3 separate regions of the Mus musculus genome follow, and regions 1 and 3 are each linked to region 2. A link is a contact called in public Micro-C and promoter capture Hi-C data. All regions are on one chromosome and are shown on one strand. Each heading gives the region's core, a stretch centred on a gene start, on an enhancer-like site or on the middle of the called end of the contact. The rest is flanking DNA. Distances are from core to core; before and after follow the strand shown. Region 1 holds the start of Cox20 (cytochrome c oxidase assembly protein 20). Region 2 holds the start of Zbtb18 (zinc finger and BTB domain containing 18). Region 3 has its middle 24 kb from the start of Gm26104.

What was found. Promoter capture Hi-C pulls out the DNA fragments that hold promoters and counts their contacts. A called contact is a pair of places that touch in the nucleus more often than the background predicts.
Region 1: a contact with region 2 is called in a Micro-C map of embryonic stem cells, with 13 times the contacts expected there. The contact joins the promoter of Cox20 here to the promoter of Zbtb18 in region 2. A contact is called at or near these places in 2 of 39 promoter capture datasets (erythroid cells and liver), 3 of 484 Hi-C or Micro-C datasets (embryonic stem cells, erythroblasts and uterus) and 1 of 115 datasets of contacts at active chromatin or transcription factors (astrocytes).
Region 3: a contact with region 2 is called in a promoter capture Hi-C map of embryonic stem cells, with 3 times the contacts expected there. The contact joins the enhancer-like site here to the promoter of Zbtb18 in region 2. A contact is called at or near these places in 13 of 39 promoter capture datasets (the 3T3-L1 cell line, 3T3-L1-derived adipocytes, the C10 cell line and 8 more), 1 of 484 Hi-C or Micro-C datasets (adipose-derived mesenchymal stem cells), 4 of 115 datasets of contacts at active chromatin or transcription factors (the 230-238 cell line, astrocytes, large pre-B cells and 1 more) and 2 of 9 other capture datasets (adipose tissue and macrophages).

Annotation. Positions count from the first base shown.
Region 1 is chr1:178,316,688-178,320,811 of GRCm38.p6, reverse strand. It overlaps Cox20 (cytochrome c oxidase assembly protein 20), which reads right to left and starts at 1,659. Exons shown (of 4, transcript NM_025511.2): 1 at 1,604-1,659. The coding sequence starts at 1,642.
Region 2 is chr1:177,440,589-177,444,647 of GRCm38.p6, reverse strand. It overlaps Zbtb18 (zinc finger and BTB domain containing 18), which reads right to left and starts at 2,297. Exons shown (of 2, transcript NM_001355099.1): 1 at 2,053-2,297.
Region 3 is chr1:176,722,682-176,726,784 of GRCm38.p6, reverse strand. No RefSeq gene overlaps it. Among named protein-coding and RNA genes, the nearest start is that of Gm26104, 24 kb to the right of the region's middle. Within about 2 kb of position 2,219, at least 28 of the 459 cell types and tissues checked have an H3K27ac peak or open chromatin away from gene starts, as enhancers often do. A contact at or near this core is called in embryonic stem cells, liver and trophoblast stem cells, where this site is marked.

The DNA.
Region 1 (4,124 bases), core at 410-2,909, 880 kb before region 2:
CATAACTCCAGTTCAAGAGAAAACTAGGATTCAAGTTGACTGTCCATCCTTTTCCATTAAGTGTGTCATTGCAAAAGGAGACCTGGTTGGCATTAAATCTTTCAAGCTTCCTGTGGCAAGCTCATCAGTGGTCCTAAAAGCCAGTTTTGTATTGTACTCAACCAGTCTCCCCCCCCAAAGGACTGCTTTGTAATCCTTTCATTTGAAAGGATTTTAAATTTGAAAGGATTTTAAATTCTGTAAGTTATATCTGTGGGTGTCTGACTTGGGCTGCCACAAGAGCTCCAGAGACTTGAACAGAGGTGGTAAATAAGCACCTTTACCTTCTGAGGATTGCGCTTGCTTCCACATCTTAAGTCCTAATACTACCATTTTTCTGTTGCCTTGCAAGACTATATTAACTAGATGCTCCTGATTTTACTTGAGTACCCACACGCTCATGGCCACTGTTTAGGCAAAGATACACTTAGATTCCATCTCACCGGGAATCTTGAGAAAACATTTACAGTAATTGGCTTGCTGTTCCACTGGCCTGGGGATTTGGCAGTAGCAACGTTCCAGTAGCAGTGTCCCCTCCTTTTACGGATTTAACATTTGTGACCTGTTATCAGCTGAATACCATTTATTCGACTCCCTGTTTGTGAGACTATTCATCTGCTTATTTGGTCTTAGTCGGTTTTGCAAACCGACCAAAGTATCAAAGTATTTTCAAGTAGTTTCTCTTGCTTCCAAAATCTTTTCTGAGACAGGTTTTAGGTTTACTTTGTAGCCCTGGCTATCCTGGAACTCACTGCCTCCTAAGTGCCTGGTTAAAAGGTGTGCCCATCCCAAGCCTTCATGGCTTTATTTTTCAGAGCAGAGTCTTTTTGTCAAACCCACTGTTCAATTTCAGCAAGTCTAGATGAGCTATGAAGCAAACACTACATTTGACCTTACTTGTGCTAGCAAGTTTTCATTTGATAGGTAGTGTTTTAGTTGTTTAACAAAAGACATCTTTAGACACTTGACCATGGCTTAATTAGTCTCCACTTGGGACACCTTCCTGTAGCCATTCTATCAGGCCTAGCAGTTCATGGCCAAACTGCAGTTTTATCCCGGCTGGCTTAAATGGATGAAATTCGACTGTCCCGTTACCCCAGTAGGATGTCGGCTTCATGCAGAGTGGAGATTTCGTCTTTTTTAATAAGAGGTCAAACTGCAGTTCTCACATTGAACTAACAAATCTATACCTTACCTGTGAGTGTGCGCTCCTGTGTTGTGCAAGGAAAAGGACTGATTCACTTGCTGGCCCAGAACTCACCCCTGCCTCAGCCCTCAAAGTGGAGATTACTGGCATGCACCATCACGCCCAGCTCTCCAGAGTTTTCATTTCCCCTTTATTAGCCCTTTCTACCAAATCCAATGCTAGTTTTGGATTAGTCTCCGTTTTCTGACCCTGCAGGCCTGCTCTTCACTAGTTTAACTGGCAATTTAGATATATCCGGGATATGAGGACTAGATCGCTGATATACCTCGCGGCTATGGGATGGGTCTAGGAAACCGGGTCGCGGCCTGCGCACTGCACACCTCCCCCCACCCCCCCTTGCCCCATGGCGAACATTACCTTTTTCTCCGTCTCGTGGGGCTCCGGGGCGGCCGCCATGGGCACCAGTCCTCTCCATCGCCCCGCCCAGGCCCGCGACGGGAGCAACACGGGCTCCGCCCACCCCATCCCCGCGCGGCGGCGGCCATCTTAGGGAGCGTTCCTGGGGCTGTCCGGAAGCCCGCCCTGGCACACTCCTTTGTTCCATGGAACCGGCCACACTGTTTTCCAACCCGCAACCGACCATGAGGAACGCGAGTGGTGGCAACCTAGAGAAGCGCCACCGGTTCCTGTCTCGCAGGCAGGGTGGCCCGAGTCAAGGAGCACCGAGAAACTCGCTTCCCTCAGCCCCTCCTCCGCCTTAACCGCCATTTCAACCGTTGTGCGCGTCCCCGTGCTGGGCGCTGAGGGCGGAGCCGGGGCCGCGCGTCGCGCGCCGCTTTGTCCTCTTAGAGGGCGGGAGTCCGGGTTTGACGGCCCCCGCACTGCCGGAAGTCGCCTGGCGCTGTTTCCGCGGGCCTCGTTCCCAGCTTGTCCTTTGTCCTAGCTTTGGTGACCTTGACAACCTCCCGCACCCCCGCCTCGGTCCCTCGCGGCGGCCTTCCAGCGCCCGCCAGGCCCACGCCCCTCCCCCTCCGGCCCGCAGATTTAGGTTAAAAATAGCGCGCCGCTCGCGTGGAGGAGACTCAGGACAAAATGGAGGCGGCCGCTACCTAGGGGGCATGCGTCAGGCGGCAAGTGCCTTCCTTCGGGAGGGAGGCCGTGGGTGACGCGACGGTGACATAGCGGGTAGAAACCCAGACCGTGGGTCGTTTGGGTCCAAGTGTCAGCCAGTTCAGCAGGCGATGGCGACTCCGTTTTCGGGTTAATGTCCTGGCCCCGGCCTTTTGCCTTTCTTTGTTTACCTATTTCCCGATTTGGCCTCTTCCGTTCCAAACGGCCCTTCCCCGGAAAATGTCCCGGCCTGTCATTGTGCAGAGTCATGCCGCCTTTCATGTAACGTGCTGCACGCTACTTGCCCGTCAGTGTTAGCTGGGAGGGTCTCATCTTAATTACCATGCGGACTGCTTACTGTCTTATTCTTCATGCTCATTAACTGCTTTTCGCCAATCCCAGGGGGTAAAAGTGATTTATATTTCTCTTTATGCGTAGTAAGTTGTTTTTTGTTTTTAAGGAAGCTGAACAGTTACAAAGTGTATAATGCTCTAATATTACTAGGACTAGAAAAGGAACTGTTATCTTGACAGTTTGGGATACTCTACTGAAATTCTTGGCTAGCCAGGCTTTGAATTTTTGTCTGGAAGGTAATATTTAAGGTTGTAATATTCCATAAAGGAGAGAGGAATTCTTTTGCATTCCTAATTGCGGTATAAAGGACGTAACGGGAAAAATACCGAGGAAATGGCGTTACCGTTTTACTTGTGACTGAGACGTTGCTAGAGTATACTGAGTTGGAGTCCATTTCACTTGTTTGAAAAATGTCATGGATTCGATAAAGTTTCTTAATTTAACGAAAATAGAATATTTTTCAGTTTTGTCTTTTAACAGTTAATAATGAAAAGTAACAAGCTCACCCTTCTCCTTCTCCCTGAAGGTGTGGATGAAAGAAAACGACTTTGAAGAGAATAGAGTTTATTCTGTAGTAAAATGTAAATGATCATGACCCAAGGACAGGATTCAAACTGCCCCCAAACCATATTCAACATAAAAGTGTTACAGTCTTATGAGTTTTATATGGTAACAAAAGAGATAAGACACTTCAGTTTATGGAATGTCTCTGGCTATTGGCCTTAGATTTCATCTGATGACATTCTCAGTCTTTGGGATTGGTGGAAGTTAGTGTTCTGTTTATACATTCCAGAAGGACAGTCACAAGGATAGATGCTAAGCTATACATAGAAGTGGGCAATGAATGGCTATTAAGGAGGCCAAGGATAGCCTAAGATAATTTAGCTCCAGGCTTGCAGCATTCCAGGTCTCTCCTGTCACAGTAGAATCAGCCTTGTAGAATTTTTAACTAAGGATTGGGGTGAGTGGTTGTGTGGTTTCCCCCTCATAGGAACTATAGTTAACAAAGGAGTTAACTGTTGTGTTCTTCCAATCTGTTTTCCTTCTCTTAATTAAAATTATTATGCAAATACATTTTGGAGTCATTTAAAATAACATTAGATGCAGATGTGTTGGCTCTGACCTAAAAGCCCAGCATTCTGGTTGAAAGAGTAGGTTTCTTGTGACTTCAAGGCCAGCTACAAAGTGAGGCTCTGTCTCACAAAAAACTGATAATAACAATGGAGGGTTTGAAGGTATAGCTCAGTGGGTAAAGAGTACCCAAGGCCTTGTTTTTGATTTGATACCCAGAACTGTTAATATATGCACAAAAAAATTTTAAAACCTACCAGAATACATGGATACATGGAGTAAAAACTAAAGCCTCCAATCTCCTATAAACATCTTTTTTACATTAACCTGATATGACCGAAGTGGGCCTGCTGCACCAGCGGCACTGTTTTCTACCTTTGGTTATTCTTGACCTGTGTGTGTG
Region 2 (4,059 bases), core at 1,048-3,547:
TGTGTTAGAATAAAAGGCTGAGGGATGGCAGGCTGTCAGCTGCTCTGACATCATGTTCAGATGGAAATGCTACCTCCAGCTGTGCTCCTTTAATGCCATATGCTACTCCTCTACACTCCTGCCACCAGCTTTTTCTTAGGAGAACTTTTCTCTTCTGTTAGTATAAACAAAATACTTCAAAGTCTTCCTTTTTCCCCCCAAACTTTCTAACAGAAGAAATTGAAAAGCTCAGCATATGGAGTCCTACTGTATTTATGGAATCGCAACACTTCTGCCTCAAGTTGGTGGACTGGCTTACATATGACAGCACACTCGAGCTCGGTGCTATTCAGGAAACCCACATTCACTTTTATTCAACTCCAACGTCTAGTTTCAAAGGCAGCTTAGGGATATTTTTAAACCAACCCATTTGACATCTCTAGTCCCATTTCAACATTATTACAGCATGTTTTTCCCCCTTCCCCTGCGGAGATAATGGCAGACATCTCCGAAATGTTGGCAGACTTATTAAGAACTATTACTTCAGCGTGGTTCACCTTATTGTTTTACTCTTACCTAAGCAATTTATCTGGATCTACCTCTCAGGAAAATAGTTCACACTGCCACCGTTAGTGCAAATTTCCACTTTCAGCATCAACAAACTCAAACTGCACTTCTGAAATACTGGAAAGTATTTTAGTTCAATGAGGCAAATTAATAAACTGACAAAACCTGCTACAGTCACTTAGAATGGTTGTTTGACCACACAGCTTGTCTTCCTGCTCAGAAAAGTCACTTTTGTCTTGCCCTTGGTCTCTATAACTTTGGGGAAAGGGGTTGTGATCACCAGGAGGGTTGGGAGGCCAAGTGTAGACTTTGGGAACTTTTTTTGGCTACAGTTTGTGGATCTTTTCTAATGGCTGATGTAATGTTAATGTAACCGGGGCTGGGTCGCTGGGTGCCCTGCAAGGTGCTGCGACATCTATGAATATCAGACACATCTCCACCGACCCTTGGGAGGTTGGAGAGTAGAAAAAAGAAGTTGGGGCCTGAGGCACAAGCGTCCCAACCCAGGCGACAACCACTTAGGCTCGCTTAGAAAACAGAGGCAGGGAGCTAGAGAACAAAACCCCAACTGTGTTCTGCTCTCGCTCACGAGTCACAAACCTAACTTTCTCTAACTTCGCGGTGAATGACACAATTCTGAACTCGTTCGGGAGGCACTCTGTGCAGATAGACACATTACTTCCCTGCCACACACACACCCTCTTTTCCACAGATGCCCTCGCCCCATTCCACTATATCCGACATTAATCACCCAGTTTACCCAGTGGGGTGGTGGTGGGGGTGAGTGACAGTTTAATGAGTCCCAAGCACCGCAATGGCCCGAAGACATCCACTCCACGGATCGACCCGTCCACCGCTACCGCGGACCCTCGGAGGTTCTGTGAGGTTAGGGGGTTTGTTTTTCAGAGGTGGGGGCAGGGTGCCCCGGGTGTGTGTGTGAGGTTCAGGGGTGGGAGAGGAGATGCAAATCTTCCCGCAGTTCGCGGTGCATAAAGCACTTCAGGGAAAGAGGAAGGGTGAAACCACGGGGAAGAAGGTGCAGGGCAGAGAGCCGGTGCAGCAGGAAAGCACCTTCCACAACGGCCGAGAAAACAGACCCCGGTCGCGGCAACAACAAAAGAAAAGTCGCAAGAAGCGGCGCGGCGACCGCTCCCCCGTCGCCGCCGCCGCGCGCCAGCCCCCGGGGCCTCCCGGCAACCGCAACCCGGGCGCCGCGCCCTCCCCCTCCCCCGGCCCTGCAGCTGCACCGGCCCCGGAGCCGCGGCCGTCCCGGGCGCTGCAGCTGCGGCGGCCCGGCCCCCTCCCCCGCCCGCCCGCCCGCCCTCCGCACCGGGAGGCGCCGCCGCAGCTGCACCGAGTCCGCCCCGCGCCGCAGCTGCACCGGCCGGGGAGCGCGGCCAGGCGAGGCGAGGCGAGCCCGCACCGCCTGCCCTCCGCCACACTAACTAACTCCGCCCGGCGGGAGCCCACGGTCGGCAGCGGGGCAGGGCGGGCGCGGGGACTCACACGGAGCGGCCCGAGTCGCCGCGTCCCCGCCGCGTCCTCCTCCTCCTCCTCCTCTGCCGCCGCCGCCGCCGCTGGACTTGTGGGCGTCCTCCGCCGGCCCCCGCCCGCCCGCCGGCCCCGGCCCGGGCCCCGCGCGCCCCCGCCGCCCCCCGCCCGCGCTGGCAGCCTGAGGCGCGCGGCCGAGCCACAGGGCCCCACTCTTTCAACGGCTCCCCATGGCAGCAGCCCAGCGGCGGCCGCAGCCTGCCAGACGCACGGGCGGGAGCGGGCGGGCGGGCGGGCGAGCGCGGCGCCGGGCCGGGGGGCGGGGCGGGCGGGGCGCGGGCGGGGGGCGGACGACGCACACGCACGCACGCGGCGGCGCGGCCCAGATGTGGCCCCGCCCGACCGGGCCGCCCCTTGCCGGCCGCTCAGCGATTGAGCGAAAGCGGCGGGCCCCGGTCTCTGGCCCGCCCCCGGCCTCGGTGGCGCCCAGTAGAAGCGCGGTGTTCCGGGAGGGCGGAGAAGCGGCGGGACTGACGGGGCAGCTCGACCAATAGGAGTGGCGGTCAGGAGCTGCCGCTTGCGCGCGCCAATCGCAGACGGCGACTGTTGGGTGGGCGTGGTCTTCTCGGGGAGGGGCGGAGCTCGCGGACCGCGGCGGCGGCGGCGGCGGCAGTAGCGGCGGCAGTGGCTCCCCTCTGGGTGACTTGGCCGTGAGAAAGTGAAAGGAGCCCGCAGGCGGCGGCGACAGCTGCGCGGGGAGGGGCCTGCTTCCCGGCTGGAGACAAGCGCGCTCTGGGGGTGTGGAGCGAGCGAGTCCGCGTGCACCGCGACGGCCATAAGTATACTTTTTCTCGGGGCAGGTGTCCCGGGGAGGCCGAGCGCGCGGGGCCGCAGCTGGCCAGGGCCAGCCTGGGGCCGCTGGGTCTGGCCCTCCTGCGGTGCTCGCCCAGGCCCCGTTCTCCTCAGGGACGCGCCGCCTCCGGCCTGCCGAGTCGGTCGCCAGGTGCATGCGAGCTACAAGCTCCTAGCGGCTGTGAGAGGCGCCTTTCCCCGGCGTCCTCTGTTCAAGTTGCAGCTGCGTTTCTTTTCACGATCCCCGCGTCCCGTCTGTACTCTCCGTGACAAGCAAAGACACTGCCCCGAGACCAGTCTTAGACCTTTCCAGTGAGATTGATACTTGTAGACGCTTTAGTCTGTTCCTTAATTGGTGCGTAAGGAGCCACGGCTTTGTAAGGAAGGGAGAGACCTTATTTTGTGTTGCACCTCTCTCCCTTCAGATAAACTTCTTCCTTACCTGTTCTTTGTGCCTAACCAGCAAAGAGGAAATGTAGAAAATTTCTGCCCTCAAGATAATGGAAGGCAAGAATAACACACAAGTAAAAAGTTGAGTAACAAGCAGGGGAGAGAATGATTCAAGACAATAAGAAAAGTGCATAGCGAGGAAGTCAACACACTAGTAATTGTCTAAATGAAATGTGTTTACTGTTTGCTATGTGAACGCTGACTGGCAAGCCTGGTTGCTAACCAACTCACCAGGAAACCTTGCAGCTGAGCAAAATCTGCTTTCTCTTTCTTCCAGGACAAACTAGTAAAGAAGTTGAAAGTAATTGTGTGGGCAAATCAGACATATTGAATTGCTAATGAACACACATACTACGCCAAGTTCCCAAAACTTTGATATTCTGTTGGAAACAGTAATGGTTTCTACTCTTTCCTCAAATCTCTTAAATCCTCATGATGGATGGGGGCGGGGGGGGGGGGGGAGGGCGGGGGGGGGAGGGCGGGCCTCAGGGGCATCCTCAGATTCAACCCGAATTTCTTACCCCCCCCCCCCCCGTGCTTCCCAGAAGAAAGACCCACTCTCAATTTGTTTAGACATTTTGGGAGTTTACAGGTGGTGTTTGTTGTAGTTTGATTTGGCTGTTTGAGACAGGGTCTCTGCATTAGATGGTCCTTACTGTTCTGGAACTCACATGTAGACTAAGCTGGCCTTGAACTCACACAGATCTGCCAGCCTCTGCC
Region 3 (4,103 bases), core at 970-3,469, 720 kb after region 2:
GCATTTATTTTTCATGATCTATGTAGTAAAGTTTAAAACTAACTGGGGTGGATTAAAAATTAGGACAGGGTATCAGATGTACTTTAGAATGAACTTTGCTGTGATAGGTTCTTGAGTCGTGCTTAGTGAGCTCATCAGGGGCAGATTGGCCTTTCAGTACCCAAGTCTGTCTTCAAGGGCCTTCATGGTTTTCCTCAGTGTATATGTAAAACATTTATATATACACAGGAAGACACAGACACTCACACACACACACACACAGAGACACACAGATTATACAGACATGCACATGTATATTTAAAAAGATATATGAAGAGTGGTGGTCTTTGAAGTAAACTATACCTAAATATTATGCCAGCTGAGCTGCCCAGACAGCATTATGCTGAGATGGTATCTTGATAAAATAAAATAAGATTATTTTACCTATCCTATCTATCTATCTATCTATCTATCTATCTATCTATCTATCTATCTCTTCTCTCTGCTGTCTCATGTAGCCCAGACTGACCTGCAATTCACTGTGTGTTGGGTCCAAAGCAGGCTCCCAAATGGCGGTGCCACTGACAATGTCCTAAATGACAACCTGGGCTCAGCTCAGCCTGCCTCTGACTGGATAAACGAAGGATTGTTAGGGGGTAAACAAAAATCCTAAACTCTCAGAAGTCTTGGAAGTAGTTTTCTGTTTGTCGGGAAAAGCCAATACTTGCCTAGTCCTCCTCCCAACCCCTCCTTAGCCAACTGCTTCAAGAGGTCATTGGTCCCTGGTTAATGAAAACAAGCCTGCAACAAATCAAAGCCCCCCGCCCCAATCAGGCTGTTCTAACCTGCATATCCCCGGACCCCACACACACTGCTACCTGTCCCCTTAAAACTGGCAAGGTTTTTCATGCCATTTGCTGTTCTCTCTGCCTTTAAGAGACAGCCTGGCAGTTCGGTCCTCCATAAACCTTCCCTTCTTCCCACAGCGTGGTCTAGTCTGCTGGTTTCACTGCACCCACATTCACAGTGTGTAGCTGGAGATGACCTTGAATTCAAGACCCTCTCTCTTTAGCCGGGCCCCTTTCCTCTCCCTTGCCTAGTTCCTTTGTTCACTGGTTTCTCACAGACTTGCTTCCTAACCTTGCTTCTCCCAGTACTGGCATCATAGCTGTGTGCAGTCATGACCAGTTTAACAGCACTGCGGACTGAACTGAGACCTTGCTAAGAAAGCAGTTGACCATCTGAACTATATCCCCCAGTCCCCTGCTTATCATTCTTGTCCTATCTAAATCCCCAGCTCAGCCCAGGCCACAGGCCACCTGGCTTTGAACTTTGATGCCCATTCTTTATTATTACTAGAACACCATCTTCTCCTGGGGGGCAAAGGGGGTAGGGTGCGGGAGAGAAGTAACAAGAAAAAAATGTATCCATGCATTCCAGCCCAGTGGCCTGGAAGCATACTTGTAGGTTAGAACTGTGTTTGTGAGAAACCAATGAACAGGGGACTGTAAGGTCAGAAAGTCGCCGAGGGAAGACCCCAGACTCAGATAGCATGCAAAGACCAAGAGCATTTATTCTGCAGAAACCAGCGTGCGCACGTGCGTGCGTGTGTGTGTGTGTGTGTGTGTGTGTGTGTGTGTGTGTGTGTGTGCGTGCGTGCGCGCGCGCGCGCGCGCGTGCGTGCCTGCGTGCCTGTGTGCGCGCCCGAGTGGAGTTAGTCATTCTCTAAAATGGCGACCCCAGGCAAAAGCACGCAGGCCTTCTTTAGGGAACTGGTGGAACTGTCTAGAAAGATTAGGTAATCTGAAATTTCATTGATGGTTGCTAGGGAGTCACAGGTGTGGTCCGCATTCCAGTCTTGAACATTTAACCATGCGATGAAATAGGACCACCCAGTGCATTCTGAGATGTTTCCTCATTTTTGTGGTTATCCCCAGGCAGTTCTTTGGGTTTTATGATCTTGTTCTGGATTTTATGGTCTGTTCCTAGAGCTGGTGTCTTATGACTTAGTTTCTGAGACCTATGGCCTATTCCTGAAGCTAGTGCCTTAGGGCCCTTTTTGAAATCAGGCCTGGTCCTTAAATGGAGAGAAATGGGGTTTATGTTGCCCTTTTGGAAGGAACTGGGAGAGGGAAAGGAAAGGGACCCAGCAAAAGGTGGCTCAGAAGCTGAGTCACCCTCATGGGGCAGGGGACTCGGTTGCCCCAACCCTGGGGCGAGCATCTGGACTCTGAGCTCTTCTTCCTAGTTAGTTGTTGCTTAAGAGCTGCCAGTGGTGAGGGTGGGGCACATAAGCCTCCAGGTCCTCCCCTTATGACATTTGCTGGCCAAACATGCAGCTCCTGCCAACTGAGGACAGTGTTCCAAAAAGTCAGACACATGGAACACAAGAAGTAGAAACGTGCAAGCAAGAATGGGTTACAAACATGGTAAAAGGACCCTAGGGACAGTAGAGACAGCAAGGTCTACGCAATGACTGCTTCCTAATCCGAGCTTCTCCAGTTCTGCTCTCTGGGATAAGCTTCCCTTTCCCTCCCAAGTCCTGGCATTGTTATGCAGATTATCTCAGGAGGCTTCACCTTGATCAGCTATGCCTTTGCTTCTTTTCTTGACTGGAATGTGAGCCTCAACAGGACATAGATTGTGAATGATTTATGGGCTGGCCCATAACAGGTGCTCCAAATGTATCCAAAGTCGTGGATTGTGTTCTTGTTTCTGTTTTCTCCGGCAGGTTTCACAATAATGAGGTTCTGATCTAGCCCTTGACTAATACTGTTGACAGTTCCTGAGTAGGCTGGCCACTGCCTGTGTTTCTCTTCTCTCTCTGTTCTACACAGTGTGCTGGTCTCTCTGACAATGTATGGGATAAATGTTAGCTGTCCTAGAAAATTCAGGGTAATGTCACTTACCACCAGAAGACCCGTCATTCTTAAACATGGTTAAACCTTTTCAAAAGCTGATGCATATTTTCATTTAAAATTGCCTCTTGGTACCAAAGAAAGGCATACATCCCTTGGCTTATGTATTAAACAATATAAATTGCTTTTATATTGTTTAATGTACCCTCAAGATGTTCATCCATTCGACAAACAAAAAGTTCAAGGCATGAAGCAGGTGCTGAGAGAATTCAGTTGTCAGTTGCCTGCACTGGGAGAATATGGAGACTGACTATTCAGAGATATGACCGAGCTATCAACAAGCATTGGAGCAAATCCAAATTAATTCTGCATCCAAAACCATGTTCTGAGCATTCTTATTTAATTTGTACTTAGTGTAATGTATACTTAACACACATACTACAGGCGAATTTTCAGCTTTACAAAAGTATTTTTTATAGGAGTCCTCTAAATGATAACCTTCCTGATTGAATTAAAACTGTCATTTGATCTATCATACTTGGCTTTTTTTTTTTTATGAAACTTGTTCTAGTTAACTATCTGTCACTCAAACAAAGTACCCAGGACACTAATAAATTCAAGTAGAGGAAAGGTTTATTTAGGTACATAGCTTTGAGATTCTAACCCAGGTCTGGTCGGTCCTGTAGCTTTTGCTCTTGCAGTCGGTTGGTCACACACCAAGACAAAAAGGTGAGAACAGGACCAGTTACTTCATATCCAGGAAACAAAAGAGAGGGAGCCCCACAGCCTTTGAGGATACATTCCCAGTGATATAAAGACTTCACACTCGGATCTGCCACAATCTGCCAACAGTGAGATGCTGAGAATTAACCTTTATTACATGAGCCATTGGGAAAATTAAAAATCCAAACAGTAGGCTAATTCTTTGGGATTCAGTTTACTTGGAATAATGTCACTTTAGAGGCCCCACTATTTGTCCTCTAATTGCACTGACTTCAGTGATAGTTAATGTTAACTGCCCTCTAGATAAGGCAAATTCCCAGAGGAGGCAGTGACAAAAGAGAGAAGTTGCTTCACAAAGCTAAGGAAGGCCAAGGTCTACTCCACATCTGAAAGTGGTTTCTAAGCATGCAGGTCAGACTTGAATCTCATTTTTTCTTAAGTCTCTTCAGAATACTCTTTGGTGCTCCTGGGATAGTGTCTAATCCTTTTAAGACAGGCAAGGAAAAACTATAACCACATCAAGTAGCTGGCATCTGATCAGCA